Regions from separate parts of the Mus musculus genome. Here regions 1, 2, 4, 5 and 6 are each linked to region 3. The links are chromatin contacts, called in public HiChIP or PLAC-seq and promoter capture Hi-C maps. All regions are on one chromosome and are shown on one strand. Each heading gives the region's core, a stretch centred on a gene start, on an enhancer-like site or on the middle of the called end of the contact. The rest is flanking DNA. Distances are from core to core; before and after follow the strand shown.

What was found. Promoter capture Hi-C pulls out the DNA fragments that hold promoters and counts their contacts. HiChIP or PLAC-seq counts read pairs in DNA pulled down with a chosen protein or histone mark.
Region 1: a promoter capture Hi-C map of liver shows a contact between it and region 3. The contact joins the promoter of Haus3 here to the promoter of Fam53a in region 3. A contact is called at or near these places in 6 of 39 promoter capture datasets (the C10 cell line, erythroid cells, hematopoietic stem and progenitor cells and 2 more), 1 of 15 datasets of contacts at CTCF or cohesin (the NIH/3T3 cell line) and 2 of 115 datasets of contacts at active chromatin or transcription factors (bone marrow-derived macrophages and memory CD8 T cells).
Region 2: an H3K4me3 HiChIP or PLAC-seq map of bone marrow-derived macrophages shows a contact between it and region 3, with 5 times the contacts expected there. The contact joins the promoter of Ywhah here to the promoter of Fam53a in region 3. A contact is called at or near these places in 2 of 39 promoter capture datasets (liver and pre-B cells), 2 of 484 Hi-C or Micro-C datasets (embryonic stem cells and regulatory T cells), 3 of 115 datasets of contacts at active chromatin or transcription factors (bone marrow-derived macrophages, extraembryonic endoderm stem cells and memory CD8 T cells) and 1 of 9 other capture datasets (embryonic stem cells).
Region 4: a promoter capture Hi-C map of neutrophils shows a contact between it and region 3, with 5 times the contacts expected there. The contact joins the promoter of Fam193a here to the promoter of Fam53a in region 3. A contact is called at or near these places in 4 of 39 promoter capture datasets (liver, neutrophils and pre-B cells), 1 of 484 Hi-C or Micro-C datasets (granulocytes) and 2 of 115 datasets of contacts at active chromatin or transcription factors (astrocytes and bone marrow-derived macrophages).
Region 5: a promoter capture Hi-C map of pre-B cells shows a contact between it and region 3. The contact joins the promoter of Rnf4 here to the promoter of Fam53a in region 3. A contact is called at or near these places in 5 of 39 promoter capture datasets (cranial neural crest, liver, neutrophils and 1 more), 2 of 484 Hi-C or Micro-C datasets (CD4 T cells and embryonic stem cells), 3 of 115 datasets of contacts at active chromatin or transcription factors (effector CD8 T cells, large pre-B cells and memory CD8 T cells) and 2 of 9 other capture datasets (adipose tissue and liver).
Region 6: a contact with region 3 is called in a promoter capture Hi-C map of pre-B cells, with 3 times the contacts expected there. The contact joins the promoter of Pisd here to the promoter of Fam53a in region 3. A contact is called at or near these places in 3 of 39 promoter capture datasets (liver and pre-B cells), 2 of 484 Hi-C or Micro-C datasets (CD8 T cells and neutrophils), 1 of 115 datasets of contacts at active chromatin or transcription factors (embryonic midbrain) and 1 of 9 other capture datasets (macrophages).

Annotation. Positions count from the first base shown.
Region 1 is chr5:34,168,059-34,170,758 of GRCm38.p6, reverse strand. Haus3 (HAUS augmin-like complex, subunit 3) reads left to right here and starts at 1,335. Exons shown (of 5, transcript NM_146159.1): 1 at 1,335-1,369; 2 at 2,316-2,700. The coding sequence starts at 2,446. It overlaps Poln (DNA polymerase N), which reads left to right and starts at 1,233. Exons shown (of 25, transcript NM_181857.4): 1 at 1,233-1,369.
Region 2 is chr5:33,017,556-33,020,255 of GRCm38.p6, reverse strand. Ywhah (tyrosine 3-monooxygenase/tryptophan 5-monooxygenase activation protein, eta polypeptide) reads right to left here and starts at 1,440. Exons shown (of 2, transcript NM_011738.2): 1 at 1,102-1,440. The coding sequence starts at 1,188.
Region 3 is chr5:33,628,259-33,630,958 of GRCm38.p6, reverse strand. It overlaps Fam53a (family with sequence similarity 53, member A), which reads left to right and starts at 1,324. Exons shown (of 6, transcript NM_178390.3): 1 at 1,324-1,622; 2 at 1,982-2,106. It also overlaps Gm9903.
Region 4 is chr5:34,368,665-34,371,364 of GRCm38.p6, reverse strand. It overlaps Fam193a (family with sequence homology 193, member A), which reads right to left and starts at 1,432. Exons shown (of 21, transcript NM_001243123.1): 1 at 938-1,432. The coding sequence starts at 1,159.
Region 5 is chr5:34,334,854-34,337,553 of GRCm38.p6, reverse strand. Rnf4 (ring finger protein 4) reads right to left here and starts at 1,304. Exons shown (of 8, transcript NM_011278.5): 1 at 1,013-1,304. It also overlaps A830049F12Rik.
Region 6 is chr5:32,784,205-32,786,904 of GRCm38.p6, reverse strand. Pisd (phosphatidylserine decarboxylase) reads left to right here and starts at 1,279. Exons shown (of 8, transcript NM_177298.3): 1 at 1,279-1,356. The coding sequence starts at 1,292.

The DNA.
Region 1 (2,700 bases), core at 86-2,585, 540 kb before region 3:
CCACATTAGGCACCATTCTAAGAACTTTTCCCCTGTACTGTTTGTTTTTATTTACTTTCCGGTTTTATTGACCTTCAAAAGGAGGATAAAAGTTAAATAAGAATTAATAGGAAATGTCTTCAACTCAAATTTAAATGATCTGCTTAGAACATTAGTTTTTCTCTCTTTGAAAACATGAATATCTGGGCATGGTGATTCATACCTGTGGCCCCAGCACTTGGAGATGCTAAAGTAGGATCTTGAGTTGAAGCCCAGCCTGGGTAGAGAAGCAAATCCTTGTCTCACAAAACAAATAAGCCCAGGGAAAAAGATCCAGAAAGAATTCTACCTAGTAGCAACTAGACTAGACCCTTGTCTGATACATCACCCTATTTATGATTAGAAGAGGGGAATACTATTTTTTTAATGATCAAAGCCCAGATCTTGTGAATTTATATATCATCTTACAAGAGAGTGGTTAAGTTGCAAATGCTGTCTGATAGAAAAAAATGAACAGATTATGACCCATACAGACAAGTTGTTACCAATGCCAACTGTAACTCCAAAGATCAGTTTTCTGGGACCATAGGACATTAACTAGGCTTGCATCTGAGTTCAGCATTCTGTCTTTCATTGAATGACGGCGGGCATCCTCAGAATGTCTGTACTTCTGAGTTAAATGCATTCTAAAACTGATGTATTTTACACCTTGACATTTTGAAGATGGGATCTTGGAGGGAGTCAGCTTTTGCTTGGAAGTCATCGAGGCCTTGGGAGTTAAGTGATTTTTGTTAAATAACCATTGTAAAAGATTCTATAGCCAACAATCCTACCCTGCAAGAGACCTGATAGGGTCCCAGCTGCTTGTTATTAGCACCAACGCTGGATCACCCTACCAGTGGTGGTGGTAAGAGCTGTTGGGGGAAGAAGGGGTCTGTTCGGCCTCAAACTTCCGGTCCCCTAGTGGTGTCACAGACCGCAAGCCATTCTTAGGACAGGAGGCCTAACTGAACTAGAGGGCCAAATGGCCAAGGCAACAAAGCAGCCGGAAGAGACCCAGACTCCAACTCCCGAGCGGGGGCGGGGTGGGGCGGAGCGAGGGCAGAGCCTATAGTGAGAAAACCAATCCTCTTGAGCCTAGCGGGAAGGACGGCGGGCCAGAGGCGGGGCTAAGGGGCGGTGCGTCCGTCAGGAAAGCCAATCACTTTACCCCGGCTCGTTGAAGGGGGTTGGTCTGCGGGTCCTCCTTCGCTTTCTCCGGGATACCTCGCCGCCTGCGCTGACTTTACGGATGTTGTAATCTGCGCGTGCGCGTCCTGGCACTCCCGTGAGGCACTGCGGCGCGCGCGGTTGGAGGCTGGCAGAGAGCAGTGACTGCGGCTTTCCTGAGGTAAGGGTCTTGTAAGTTCGGGGTTGGCGGGGCCGCCGCTACCCTCCTACAGCCTGCTTGAGGCATCGATAGAGGTCGCTGGGCCCAGGCGCGGGGTGTGCGGGGAGGCTGAGGCTTTGTGCCAGAGGTGGGGGCGGAGGTACGTGGCCGGTCATCCGGCTGGGGTTGGTAGCTTTATTTTTCGGATACTGCGGATAAAACCCAAGGCCTCAATCATACGAGGCAAACGTTAAACCGGAAATACACACTTATCTGTTACCCAGCTTTTAAAAACAGCAATTTGGTACTTTTGTGGGCGTGTTTTATTAGAGCTCTTAAGTGTCATAACTGGATACTCAGAAACAAACCAAAACCAACCCAGAGAGTTTGCTACCAGAGTGTCAAATACATCGTGATTTTAAGACCTGCCATTGTCACTGACCTAAGTTTGGTTCAAGTCGTGGTTCATTGTGTTCTATTCGAAATAAAACTTCTTACTTGATGATTGATGGGTACTTTGAAACTTGTCAATTTGTCCTGGTTTTCTCTGCGTTAGACTGGTTATATCTATAGATTGAGTCCTTTGAGACTGATGGAACGCTGATTGAAGTAAATATTTAGTTGATTCTTCCTTAGAAAGGTAGGCATATTTCTTTTTCCTAACTAGAAACTACAGGGGAAACAGCTATTTTACAAAATGTAATTTATTTTAAGTAATTTCATCATTGGGAAAAAAAATCAGTTTTTTTTTATTGTTATATCTTCATTAATTAGATTCTTCATTACTGTTGTAGTGTCCTAAGCAACACCCTGATTGCTTCTGTTTTGCTTTGTCTTTGTCAGATATTGCACGTGCATCTGCTTTTAACTTAAGTAGTCTCCTGATGTCATCTGATAAAATGATCTGTATATTTAAAATTCATTTGCCTTGTTCATGGTCTAATACTTGTGTTCTTTCCCCCACTAGGAAAACACATTATAGATTGTATTTTTTTTCCTTCTTCTATGGACTTAGCGTAAATATGTTTTTTTCTGTTTGAACTTAGTTTAAAAAAATAGATTCATATCAAATATTTAAAAACAGGAGTAGTTAAACCATGAGTTGTGGAAATGAGTTTGTGGAAACATTGAAAAAAATTGGTTATCCCAAAGCTGATATTCTTAATGGAGAAGATTTTGACTGGCTCTTTGAGGATGTTGAAGATGAGTCATTCTTGAAATGGTTTTGTGGGAATGTGAATGAACAGAATGTATTGTCTGAAAAAGAATTGGAAGCCTTCAGCGATCTCCAGCGATCAGGCAAGCCTATCCTAGAAGGAACAGCATTGGATGAAGTTCTTAGGACCTGTAAA
Region 2 (2,700 bases), core at 191-2,690, 610 kb after region 3:
AAAGCTAACTTGATTATTGTTCTTACCTGAGAAAATCCTAAATGTTGGCCTCAATTTTCTATTTCATGTAGTATCAAAATACAATTTCCAAATTAAATGTGTATGGAGTATGTGGGTTTAAGAAAGCCTTTCAAAGACTAGCCATAGGTCATATGAGCTACAATTCAGGGCAGTTAATACTTAGGTCAGCTAAAAACTGCCCAAGGGCTGCTAAAATGCAGATTTCTGGGTCTCACCCTCAAAAATGTTTATGTATTTAGAAGTCTAAGGTGGAATCCAAGGAAATTTTCTCCCTAGTCTTAAGAGCTAGGTGGCCACAGTTGTAATTCTGCCACTGTGTGACCTTGACAAGAAATATTCTTTTAGAAAAAACCCAGGATGATGTGAAGAGTTGTCTATAGTGATGTGGTAACAGAACTCCAAAGTCTTGGGTAGGCAGGTAGGCTCTAGGCTAAGCTATTGACTAGGGTGTGGCTGGGCAGGTCTCCTTTACCGGAAATCAAGCTCCAGAATCCATCTCTGAGGGTCTCAGGAATGCAAAGGCCCCCAGGGTTGCTTCGTTTTCATTTCATCTCCAGGAAGGCACGCAGCATGGACCGTTGGGATGTATGCAGGGACCCACACCCTCCTTCACGCCCAGGACTGCTGGAAAGGGGTCTTCCCACACAAAGCCAGACCCGAGGTGTGGAAAGTGGGGGAAAAAAACAACTTCAGACAAGCAAACCAAACCGGTCGTAGTAGAGAAAACCAGGAGATGGGTCTCCACTCGCGGATGAGCCTTTATTACAAGTGGGTGAATGGTGGAAGGAAAGCGCCTTTCGCCCAGGTCCGGCAGAAGGGTCTAGAAGCAGGAACGCGACTTCCTCCTTTCCTCGGGCACCCCCTCCCCCACCGGGGCTCTGCGCTAGGACACGGCGACCCCCGCCCGCCAGCCACCGAGAGGCCTCCCGGGGAGACCCCGCCCCGGCCAGGCCGCAGGAAACGGAGAGTCCAGCGGCCGCCGCGCCCAAAAGGTGGCGGCGCGTAGGGAGAGAGCCGCCGCCCAGGCTCGGGCCGCCCCGCCCCGCAGCCCCCGGCCGCCCGGCTCCCCAGCGCGCTCACCGCCTTCATGGCGGAGGCCATATCGTCGTAGCGCTCCGCCTGCTCCGCCAGTCGCGCCCGCTGCAGCAGCTGCTCTCGATCCCCCATGTCGCTCGCGACTCGGCCTCGCCTCGCACGCCCACACCGCCTGCTCACTCGCTCGCTCGCTCGCCCGCCCGTCCGCTTCCCGGTCGCCGCCGAGGCCGCTACCGCGCACGCGCACTGGCTCGCCGGCTGGCGGGAGGCTGCAGGCTGCGCCGCCGCTCGCGCCTTCTCGCTGGCTGGCTGCACGCGCTGTGGCGAGCGCCGCGGAGCCGCCGAGAGAGGATAGGGGGCGCCGCGGGCGGGCGGGCGGGCGGGGAGGACGCGACCACGCCTGCGCACTCGGATCAGCCCGCCGAGCTACGGGAGGGGGCGGGGCGGCCCAGCCCTAACGGTCTTTTTAAGGTGACGTCACCTACTATAAATAGCCGCGGCGAGGGCCGCGCTGGAGAGCTGCGCAGGCGCCTTAGGAGTACTGCAGTTTACCGCCGCAGCGTTGGAGGGTGGGGAGCGGCTGGGGCGCGGCGATGGTGGTTCCGCAGGCAGGCGTTGTCGCAGCCCTGGCCAGGAAAACGCTACAGAACCCATGATAGAGCTCGGGCTTGAGAAGCAGATACCCGCAGATAACCCTGTATGGAAAAGCCGAGGCGCCCCGGACCGAGGGGCGGCTTTGTTGGGTGTTGCCACCTCCAGCAAGCGGTCAGCTCTGTCAGCGGCGTGGGGTGGGTCCTGCCCTTTGGGACAGCCCCTCACAGACACACTAGAATCCACAATACTGCAGGGTAGTGCCATCCTTAAAACTGACCTTGGGCCAGCTCTGGCTTGCACAGGAAGGGATAGGGAACTTGGCAGAGCGGAGTAGCGTTCAGGACATACCTACGGGGACCTGACTTACTGTTGGGCCTTGACTAGCACTAACCTATTTCATACAACCACTCCGGGAAAGGCTCAGCAGGTCCCCCATTCTTCAAAGCAGAAGTGCAATCTACAACCCTGGTAAACCTAGGAAAACCAAAAGTTGGCAACTATCAGGGTCGACTTAGCCTGGTTCAAATCTTTTTAGGGAATTAGTGATTATAGGTCAGAGGTGCAGTGTTGGCCTGGAGGGCCTGATGCTCAGTGGAAGAAGGAACAAAAATTCAAGGCAAGGTGACATATCCTATTTGTGGAGGGGCCAAAATCTAATTTCAGTGTCTTCTTGGATTTCTGTGGCGATGGACTGGACACTAAGCCTTCACCGCTCCTGTCGTTCTGTGCTAAAGGTCCCTGGGTTGGACCTCAAGCTAGAAAAAGTGCAATTAAAACAAAACAGTCTGGCATGGTGGAACATGTCTTTAATCCTAGTAGCCAGGAAACAAAGGAACAGGCAGGCATATCTCTGAGTTCTAGGCCAGTCAGGGATACACAGAGAAATCCTGTCTGAAACACACACACACACACACACACACACACACACACGGCTGTTACACAAAGAGAAGCCATGCACACACATAAGAAAAATCTAGCCCACTGTAGCACAGAAGAAGGGGCCTTAGGTTCACTGAGGAGTGTGTGTGTGTGTGCTCATGTTGAAGACTG
Region 3 (2,700 bases), core at 75-2,574:
TACTCAAATACAGCTGAGCTGTGTGGCGTATGTAACTTAATCAGCTGCAGGGCTTGGGAAACACAAGGTGACCGTGGTGATTTGAGAAGGCCACCATTGGTCCAGATCTGCCCAGGGAGAGTGTGGTTGAGGACTGTTCTGGGCAGAGTTCCTCTTAGGCACAGGTGCCTGCCAGATGTCTCAGTCCTTATCTGGCTCCTGCCTGCTGTGATCCAGGTCGCAAGTCCCCTGTCCTCAAGAAACCTGGAGGAGGAAATGAAAGGTCTGTCGCAGGTGATGCAGCAGGTGAGGGCACTCATTCTAGTTGATCTTGGCCTCCCTTGGCTGGGCCTCTGAGCCTGTACAGAACTGGATTTACCAGACCCATAACGTGGTGGCCAGGGCCCAGACTTCTGGTGTGCCCCAGGAATACCCAGTGGCTTTCTAATGTCTTCCTTTTTAGGTCTTATTCCAGATGAGAACTATTCCATTTTCTACATCAAGTAGCTGTACCTAACCCTGCAACATTTTTTAAAATTACTTTTTGTTGTTTGGGAACAAGGTTGTCTAGGGATTACAGGCTTGTGAAATTGCAGCCTATTCCTAGCCAAGTCGGCAGGCGGTTTCATTTTGCTGCGCCTGGCCTCTAGCACCCTGAGAAGTGCTCCACCCCAGTCACACCCACCTGCAGAGCAGCTTTCCTTCACAGCACCGGTACCCAATGCACAAAAGTGCCTTCCAGTCACACGGTAGGTCCAGAAATGAGACTCCCAAAGGGAAGGGTCCTGCCCAAAGGCACATTACCAGCAAAGGACAGGAGAAGCTGGGCATTGGTGGCGCCTGTCTTTAATTCCAGGGCTCGGAAGACAGAGGCAGAAGGATCTCTAGGAGTTCGAAGCCATCCTTGTCTACAGTCCGAGCTTCATACTGAGATTTTGCTATAAAAGAAAGAAAGAAAAAGAAAAAAGGCAGGGAGATGAAGGTGGTCACATCGGACTTTGGAATCCGGGAGCCTATAGGTACCACTACCGGCCTTCGATGCCCCGCGGACACCCGAAGGTTAACGTCACACCCGGCGCGGGCCAGCTCGCACAGGGGGGCGGGGCCAGCAGCGGCGCACGGTACCCGTAGGAGGGAAGTGAGAGGAAACGGGGGCGGGGCGTCACGAGGCCACACCCACAACACGCCGGGCAGTGACGTCGCCCGCCTAGCGGTGCGGCTGAGGGTTGATTGCTTGCGGCGGCTTCCGCGGGCGGGTGCGCGAGCGGACGGCTGACGGCTCGGGGCGGTGGTAGCGGCGCGGCGACCAATGAGGGCGTCCGGAGGGGGCGGGGCGTCGGCTGCGGTTTTGTTCCGCGGTGACTGAGGCTCACCGTCCCCATGCGCGGAGCGCGGCCTGCGCGGCCGGCGCCCTGCCCCAGCTACGGAGCTCGGTGCTCACTCGCCTCGCGGAGAGTGCTCTGCGCCGTCGTTCGCCTGCTCATCGCTAAGAGCTCCAGCCACCGCAACGCCGTGTCCTTGCGCTGCGATCCCGGAGTCTCCGTACGTCGGCCGGCGCCGCGCAGCCGCACGTCGAGAGCCGGGTGCATCGGCACAGCGCGCGGAACACCCTCTAGGGCCAGCCGGCGTCTCAGCACCTTAAGGTCCCCGCGCGCCCCGGGCCCAGCACTGTCCTCGTGTCCCGTGTCCCCGACATCCTAAGGTCCTCGGGGACCCAGCATCTGAAAGAACCCTGGGCCCCAGCTCCCTAGAGTCCCCTGGGCCCCAGCTCCCCGAACTCGTGGCGAGTCCGGGGACCCCTCCAATTAGGCCAGGCCCCAAGCATTCTGTTGTGCGCGCTCCTGCACGCCAGGCGGTAAGGCCTGCCCGCTGCGCCTGGGGCGCGCTGCCACTTGTTGAATCACTTTTCATGTCGACTTTGAGACCTGTTGTCGCCATGCTGAGTCCGTGGGCCCGTGAACCCGCTGTTGTTGAGACTCAGTGATTGTTATTTTGTATTCAGGAAGCAGGAAGTTTGACGAGATATGATGGTCCCTTAAGGGAATCCCAAGAGCAGATCCTCCCCAACGACCTGTGGAAGGTGACTTGGAAGTCTATTCCGAAGCCACTTTCCTGCGTAGACTGAGGGTGTGTAAGTCCCTTTAAGACTTCCTGTGTGGAGGATGGGATGTGCGATGTTCACAATGTATTTTACCGCTCCGAATGCTATTGCCTTTGTACATTAGTCTTAATTACAGATCTGTGATCTATCACTCCAAATTAAAATCACTTTAATTTTTTGCACTTCAAGGTATTTAATCATTAGATATATCTTTAAGTATGAATCTAAGCTTATTCTAACCCTCCAGCCCCACTACTTAAGTTTATAATGATGTTTCAGCTCTGAGAATTTTGAAGATGGACTAGTTTGACTTGAAAGGTGTACTTTAGTTTTTACATTAAGAAATTTGACTTGTGCTCACTGATGCTGCTGCTTCAAATACATATTTGGTCATCTTAGGAAAGTGGGTCTTGGAAGGGAAGTTCAGCATCTCAGAACAAGGTAGGACCGAGGATAGTTTTTCCAAATTCTGAATATTACGCCAAGGTGGAAATTGAAATTGATTAGGAAGAGTAGATGGACTTTGCTGTTTTGGTTAGTGGTTGGTCGTTCTTTCTGATGACTCCTCTGGCACCTGTTCTCCTCTTTACGTCTCTTTGTTTAGTGAGCATAGCAAGCCC
Region 4 (2,700 bases), core at 183-2,682, 740 kb before region 3:
AAGGCGACCCACAAAGTCCCAAAATGAAAAATCACAACCTCATTTTAAACTAGAGCTGTCCAGAGTCAAGAAAAAGGCCAAACTCTGGAAACTCAAACCCAAGGACAAACCCCAGATGCTAAACAAATGTAACAATACTCCGCGAAGAAAGCTCCCAAAGTTGCACCAAAACTGCAGAGAACACCGGGAACAAATAAGGAAAACTTAAGTATTTATCCATTACTGTACTTTCTTGCAACAACATGAGCATCAAAACCCATGCCCATCCCCAACAATTTTCTCAACTGCTCTCAATACATACTGTGCCAACACAATATTCCGAATCTCATTAAAAAAAAAAAAAATCTGCCTCATGACTTGGCACACAAATACCCCTTAAAGCTTTGGTTTCTTCACTGTGGATGTCTTTTTAAAAGAAGATAACTTGTTTTAGCAACCTTACAAGAACGCAACTTGAGAGAAACCCATAATCATTCGGTGGCCAATCCAATCTATAGAACCGATTATGCCAACTGCATCCCACGTACCAGCACTATCTTCTGAAACAGAATAAAAGAGACAGCGGTCCATCCACAGCATGCCTGCGTAAGTAAACCTGAAAAAATAGTTACCCCAACCCTTGCGACTATCCTCAGCTGACACTCCTGAGGAAAGAGACCCCGGCGGCTCCCGAGAGCTTACAGCAGCAGGCACAGAGGGCAAGACAGCCGCGCCCGTGGTGCGCCAGGCGGTACCCAGAAACTTCTAGGGGGCACTTTTCAAGGCCACAGTCGGTGTGCCTCGGGGGTCCCGCCGGCGCCGCCCTCCCTCCGCCGCGCTCGCGCCCGGGAGGAGCTGTCAGCTAGGCAGGCGCCGGCCCGTTATCCGCCGGCCGCGCCCGCCCGGCCGCTCGTGAGGGGGCGGCGGCCGCTCCCGCCCGCGGACCCCTGCTGCTTACCTCGAAGTAGCCTCCGGCGGCACCGCCCGCACCCGCGCCCAGAGGCCCGTGGGCCGCCGCGCCGCCCAGCAGGCCCGCCGCGCCGGGGCCCGGGGCCTGGGGGCCGCGCAGGGCCGCCGCCGAGCCGGCCTTGCCGCCCGAGCCGCCGCCACCCGAGCCACCGCCGCCGCCGCGCTTGTTCTTCCGGCGCTTGGCTCCGCGCTTAGCGTCGGCCGGGCTCATGGCGGGAGTGAGGGACGGAGGACGGCGGGCGGGGAAGGGGCGCGGGCGGGCGCCGGGCCGCGGGCGGCGGCGGCAGCGGCGGGCAGGCGGAGGCGGCGGCGGGCGCTGCGGCCGGCCGGGCGGGGGGCGCGGCGCGGGGTCTCCTCCCGGGCTGGGAGGGCGGGGCGGACGGGATCTGAGGGGCAGCTGCTGGCGAGAGCGACGCGAGTCCACCGGGCCCGGTGCCGCCGCTGACCAGAGTTAAGAGTCCAATATGGCGGACACAAGGGGAAAGGGATCCCAGTTTACGTCGGGGGAGGGGGGAAGCAGCGGCAGGGGGAGGGGCGCGGGCGGCCGCCCCCCGCACTCCGCCCTCCCGGGCGGCGCGCCCCTGGCCTGGGACCCCGCCCCCGACGCCACGCGCGAGGCATGCCGGGAGCTGTAGTTCCAGCCGCCCGCGGCTCCGCCCGGGCGTGTGGGGCGGGACCACGACTCCCGTAGGGCCACGCGCAGTTAGTCGTGCGGGGAGAGGGTGTGCCTAGGGTGACGTCCGGCGCCGCGTGGCCCTGTGGAATCTGTAGTCCGCGCACGGACGGAGCTGGAGGCGGGCGGGGTCCAAGAGGGTCTCGCAGTTCCAACTCTGGCGGTCTCTCAGTTCCTTTAGTACAGCCTCCTGCCAAAGACCCAAGCTCTTGCCCTGCTCGTAGTGGGCCCTGCTGACTTTGGCCCAGTCCAGGTTCGAGCGTGCCCCTTTCACCTGTCGCTGTGTGACCTTGGCCTATGCCAGGGCCAGTGGAAAGAGGGCCGGCATCCGCCGACTGGTAATTCACTGCATCTGCGCTGACAAGGCCTGCAGTAAGCAGGAGCCTGCCTCACTCCTTCCTCGCTTCTCTTTAAAGTCTCCATACTTAAAGGAGCGCTTCCTCAGGCCATCGCCCATGCTATTCATCACTTTCCATTCACCACATACCAGGAGGACTTTAGTTCAGGACAGAAGTCTGGACCACTACCTAGAAACCTTGTTCCTTGGCGCCCTGCTTATCGCCTATAGGTACAAGGACCCAAACCAAAGGTTTCCCGCAGTTCATACCTATTTTTGATTCCATCAGTGGAACCAAGTGCTATCTGTTGAGATTAGCATTGCGACATACAGACATGCGCTCCTGAACCATCTCCTATTACCTCCTAGTTAGTCATTCTGGCCCAATTCAGCAATTCTGACCCATTTTTCACCCCAAACCTGAGCAGCCCAATGTGATGAACCCCGTTTCAATGACTAACTTCCCAATAGAATGAAGGTCCCTCACCCAAACAGGTCTTGGATAGCTCTGATATTAAAGTGTAGTAGGATGCCAGGCTAAATCTCCCTCAGTACTCCATAGGTGGGCAGTGTCAGGACCGCCCCTTCCCTCCATTTCATCTAAGGAGTCCAGTTGAATGCCTCCCTACTTCCATAACCACTTTGCTTTCTTCTGTTCTTGGCACATTGGCATGGAGTTGAAATTTTTAAGTGTCATTAGTATCCTAGAGGGCACAGGATATAGAAGTGCTTGCCTCCACCA
Region 5 (2,700 bases), core at 55-2,554, 710 kb before region 3:
CTCATTTCACATCGAACTCACAGGCAAACCGGGACGCAAGTGTTTTCTCCAACCATTAAAAAGAAAAAGCACCAGGTGTGTGTGGGGTCTGGGCTGGAGAGAGGTTCCCTCTCACCATTGTCAGGAACAAGAGTCAATCTGCAGGCTGAAAGACCTCAGACTACCTCAGCCTTTGTGAACCTCGGGCTCCCCCAATTACTTGGGCAACCTAAACTAAACGGCAGACCGAAAAACTGAAGCTTAAAACGCCCAGGGGTAAAGTTTAAAAAAACAAAAAGCAGGAACGCCCATATCTGGACTCCTCCCCCGCCCTAATCAAAATGTGGACAATGGCGTCCACTGCGAACAATGTTAAAGGTTAAGTTTCCTATCCCTGTGTACAGATGTGGCCCTGAGGGAAGGGCCCGAGCAGGCACCGGGCTAAGGATGGAGGTCGCAATCGCCCGCTTGACTAACCATAGATAGAACCAAAAGTGGCTCCTGGAAGCCCAAACCCCATTCAGCTCCAAAGCCCGCAAGCGTCCTCGGCACTCTCGCAACTTAGATACGGCCCGCCACGCGGCCCGGGTGCCCCAGCAAACTCGCAGGCCTCCGGAAGGCGGGGCGGCGACGCGACCACACAAAGGCTGCGTCATCAGCAAGGAACAAAAACCTCGCTCAGGTTCTCTGCAATCCGCCCGCCCGGCCCCGAGAGTGACCTTGGGCGACCCCCAACCCTCGCCGAGCCTCAGTTTCCCTTCCTACTTGGCGAAAGAGGTTCTCCGGCCAGGCCGCGGGTTGGCGAGCGGATACCCCCACACAAGACATTTCCCTACTTCCGACGACGGCGCCGCTCCATGTTCCGACAACCGCGTGCTCTCCGGGAAAGAGGCGGCAGAGGGCCCAAGCCGGAGAAGCGCGGTTCTGCGAGAGGCGGGCGGCCACCAACCCCAGTGCGGGCCGAGAGGCCGCCCGCGCTCCACGCCCGCACCGCCCTGCCCCGCCGCTTCCATGCTGCGGAGCCCAGCCTTACTTGGAGCTGGGGTTTGCTGCCAGACGCCTCGGCTGATGAGCTCGGGCAAGGACGTACCGACTCCAGCCGCCGCTGAGGAGACCCGTTCAAGCAAGCCTCCACCGCCTCACGAAGACCCACTTCCGCTCGTCCGGCACCGGCCCGCCCTTCTCAGCCCTTATTGGCCTCTCCCGCCTTTTCTCCCGTGCTCTACCGGTTTAGGAGGATAAATTGCAATTTTATTGGGTGAGAAAACCATCTATTACCACTTTGAAATACACCTTCTTCCGGTCACGCCCCCCGCCTGCTTGCGGGAGCTTCCACTTCCCGCGAGAGTGCCGCCAGTCGCGCTCCTCCCACGAGAACTTGGCGGTGTCGTTGCTGAGGCGCGTCGCGAGCTTGCCCGCTGGGTGTTTGACTTTTCGTTTGGCTTCTGACCTGGTATACGGTGGCCCTTACGGCTGCATCTAGCCCTAAACCATAATCCGTACCCTTCTCCGTCTCCTCGGTCGTTAATGAGGCGTACCAGAGACTCGCCCAAGGCCCCAATTTTCTGCTGATCCACAGGCAACCAGGCCGGGATTCGCACCATAAGTGCCAGGCTCTTAGGCATGTCGGTCCCCGGACTCTCCCTCGCAGGAATCCCATCATCTGGACAGGGGGCTCACCTATACGTTTGGGAGGCCTACCTGGAGGAAGCTTGAGGACTAGACGAAAGAGAACGTCCAGTTAGACATTGTGTGTGCTAAAGGCGGGGGAAGGTAGAGCTGGGCATGCCCAGGAGTCTGCGGGTTAGCTGCCCAAGTGTGTCGGGGCAGAGGCGAGAAAGGCAGGACTCAGAACACAAGTCCCATGGAATGCAAAGAACGGCCTCGGGCAAGACCAGGGCCTGGAATTGGGTCTTAGGACATCTCATGTTACAGAATCTCTCTTACCTGAATCTGAAAACCAGTATAATAACTTTAGGCAAGTCTCAGTCCATTCACACCTATTACAGGTTATCCATTTTACCTACTTCTGCCGGTTAATAAGAATGTGAGTGCTAACAGGTAATACAAGTCCTGCTGCTCCTGGGCTAGGTGGAGGGATGGGTTTAGCAACTGGAAAATGATCTATCCATAGATAAATAGCAACTAGAAAGAAATAGATGAGGACCCTCAGACTACTTGAGCAGATGATTTGAAGGTTATCCTAAATGTGGTTGAATTGCTTCTGTGGGGATATAGATCCTGGAAGATTGATTAACATGGCGAAGCAGATCAAAACCCGACCGTTAATATTTTCCATATTACAATCTCTGACGTTTTATGGAATTATAAGAGAACTTAGGATAAAGTGTGTATGATAAATACATACCTGACTCCAGTGTAAAATGTGTTTTGATGTTTTGGGCATGCTTTCCAAATGTTATAAATAGGAATAAAGAGAACTTACATTTGTAAGAAAAATGTAGGTATTTCTTATAATTTTTTGAATACTTAAATCAGGTGAGACCAAAACAGGAATATATACCCTTATAGGTTAAAGGTTCTGTTTGCAGTTAAACAGTTAAATATTTCTTGCCAGGAAGTAGTGGCCCACACCTTTAATCCCAGCAGAGATTAAACTCAGGAGGCAGAGGCAGGCAGATCTCTAAGTCTGAGGCTAGCCTGATAGGCTAGTTCCAGGACAGTCAAGGCTATACAGAAACACTGACTCAAAAAACACCA
Region 6 (2,700 bases), core at 30-2,529, 840 kb after region 3:
AAAAAAATAGTGTTATATAAAACTAGGGTTTTTGTTTTGTTTTGTTTTGTTTTGTTAAAACAGGGTCTAGGTAGCCCAGGCTGGCCTGGAATTCAGGACACTCCAAAATACTGGGATTCCAGTGTTATTTTGAAATAACTCACCTCAATCATTTGAATTACAACACTCAATTCCATACCAAAATTATGTTGTGTGTGTTTCTTTTCCAGGCTCTGGAAAAGTATGACAAAGGGAGGTGTTTGCCTTGAATTACCAAACTTGTGACTTCTTAGGTTCTCTCTCTCTCTCTCTTTTTTTTTTTTTTTTTTTTTTTTTTTTTTTTTTTTGGTTTTTCGAGACATGGTTTCTCTGTGTAGCCCTGGCTGTCCTGGAACTCACTTTGTAGACCAGGGTGGCCTGGAACTCAGAAATCCTCCTGCCTCTGCCTCCTGAGTGCTGGGATTAGAGGGGTGTGCCACCAAGCCCGGTTTAGGTTCTCTTTAGTGGCTGGTTTTGCTGTAAGTGAATTTAAGTAACTATCCAGAATTAATCTAAAGCACTAATTAGCTTATCCGTTTGGTGTTTACTAGAAGAAAAATCAGGGCTGCCTTCCTTCAGTTTTTGCATTCAGGTTCAACCATTTTTCTAGGGCCTTAAAAGGGGGGCGGGGTGTTCAGATCATGGGTTTTGACACCAATGATGTAGAAATACTGGATTTTCTATTATTATACAATTTGCGAGCCCTTTGTGGGGTTAATGTGCCCTTGAGAAAGTTGCTTATCCTCGCAGACCTTTAAAATGGTAATAATATCCAAGGGCTGGCTGCGGGTCTCCAGCGCTTAGGAAAAAAAACAAAAACAAAAACAAAACTGTTATGTACCACTGAAAAATTCGTTTTCCCCTCATAACTGGAAAGTACAGGAGAAAGCACCATCACCGGGAGCCTAGTTTAACAGCTTTCCATATTTCTTACATAAACCCCTCGCCTCTGGAGCCCCATCAATGAGATAAGAATAGACACCCCGTTCCAAGGGATCCAACGCCTTCTTCTGGCCGCCGAGGGCGCCAGCATCCTTGTGCCATGCACACATCGTGACTGAGCACAAGGTGGCTCAGATTTTTCGGGCACAGGAGCGGCTGTCCCATCGCCCCGGCGCGCCTGCCCACACACTCCGCGGGGGTGGGCCCGGCAGAGGCGGAGCCGTACGCAGAAGCTTCCGGGCCCAGCCTTTCACGTTCCTGATTGGCCCGGTGACGACAAGGGCGTGCGTCCGAAGGCGGAAGGGGGCGTGTCCGCTCAGGAGGAGGCGAGATGGCGGCGTCTGGGGGCCGCGCGTGTGTGCGCTCGCTTCGTGGAGGTGTGCTGTGGCGGAGCAGGTATGGCCGGGCGGGAGGCTGCTGGGGTAGGGATCAGCACAGACCAAGCCAGGCTCTGAGAGCGAAGCCAGTTCTCGTCGCCGGCTCGCCGCGAGTAGGTCTGACAGGAAGGACACGGAGCCACCTTTCGGCTTCAGAACAGGTGCTACAAGCCACCGCGTGGACCGTGAAATGGGTGTGGCCTAAAGGCTGGGTGAAAGTGCACAGGGACAACCAAACCCACCATATTCTGCTGCCCGCTGGTCTCTAGAGTGGAAGCAGAGTCGATCTCCTTTTCACGGGTGTTTGCCTTCCTACCAGGCTGGTGTAACCTGGAAGAGCACGGCACGGCAAAGCGACCTTCACTTGGGGTTCTAAAGCTTTGAGGCGAAAGAATTAGGTTTCTTTATCTGAAAAGTCTGTGGTGGAATTGTGGTCCTTATCCTGCTGACCCCAAACGTCTGGGTTACTTAAGTTCCTAGGCAGCTAGAAGTGGGAGAGCGACATGAGGCATCTATTGTGACTGTTCATTTGGCTTTTTGTCTGCTCCAGACAGTTTCATTAGGTAACCCAGGCTGGCCTCGAAATCACAGCTATCCCCCTGCCTCAGCCTCCCAAGTGCTTCCAAAAAGCCGAGATTACTGGCATGTTTCAGCTGTTTATTCTTTTTTGAAGGGTAGGAGGGGAGAAGAGGAGAGAGTTCTTAACCCAAATGAGAGAGAAGAAACAGTTCTCAACTTGGCTGAGTTACTTAATAGCCTACATACTTATTTCTTTTTGGCAAAGACTACTTCTACCTTTTTACACCGTGTGTGTGTATGCATATGGGTGGTTGCAGGTGTCCATAGGACCATCAAGAGTCTCCTGGAATTGGAGGAATTACAGGTGGTTGAGAGCCATCTGACATGTATGCTGGGAACCAAACTCTGGTACTTTTTTTTTTTTTTTTTTTTTTTTTTTGGTTTTTTGAGACAGAGTTTCTCTGTGTACCCCTGGCTGTCCTGGAACTCATTCTGTAGACCAGGCTGGCCTCGAACTCAGAAATCTGCCTGCCTCTGCCTCCCAAGTGCTGGGATTGAAGGCTTTACCACACCTGGCTCAACTCTGGTTCTCTTAACTGCTGAACCATCTCTACACCACCAACATTGCTCAATTTTTAAAATGTGTGTGTGTGTGTAAATATTTTGCCAGCATGTATGTCTGTGTGTGCCCTGGTACCCATGGAGGCCAGAAGAAAACATTCTAGCTTAATTGGTGACCTTTAGGCTAGTGATGGACCCTGTATCAAAGAACAAGATGCACGCCTTTAATCTCAGCACTCAGGAGGCAGAAGCAGGTGAATCTCTCTGGATTCAAGACCAGCCT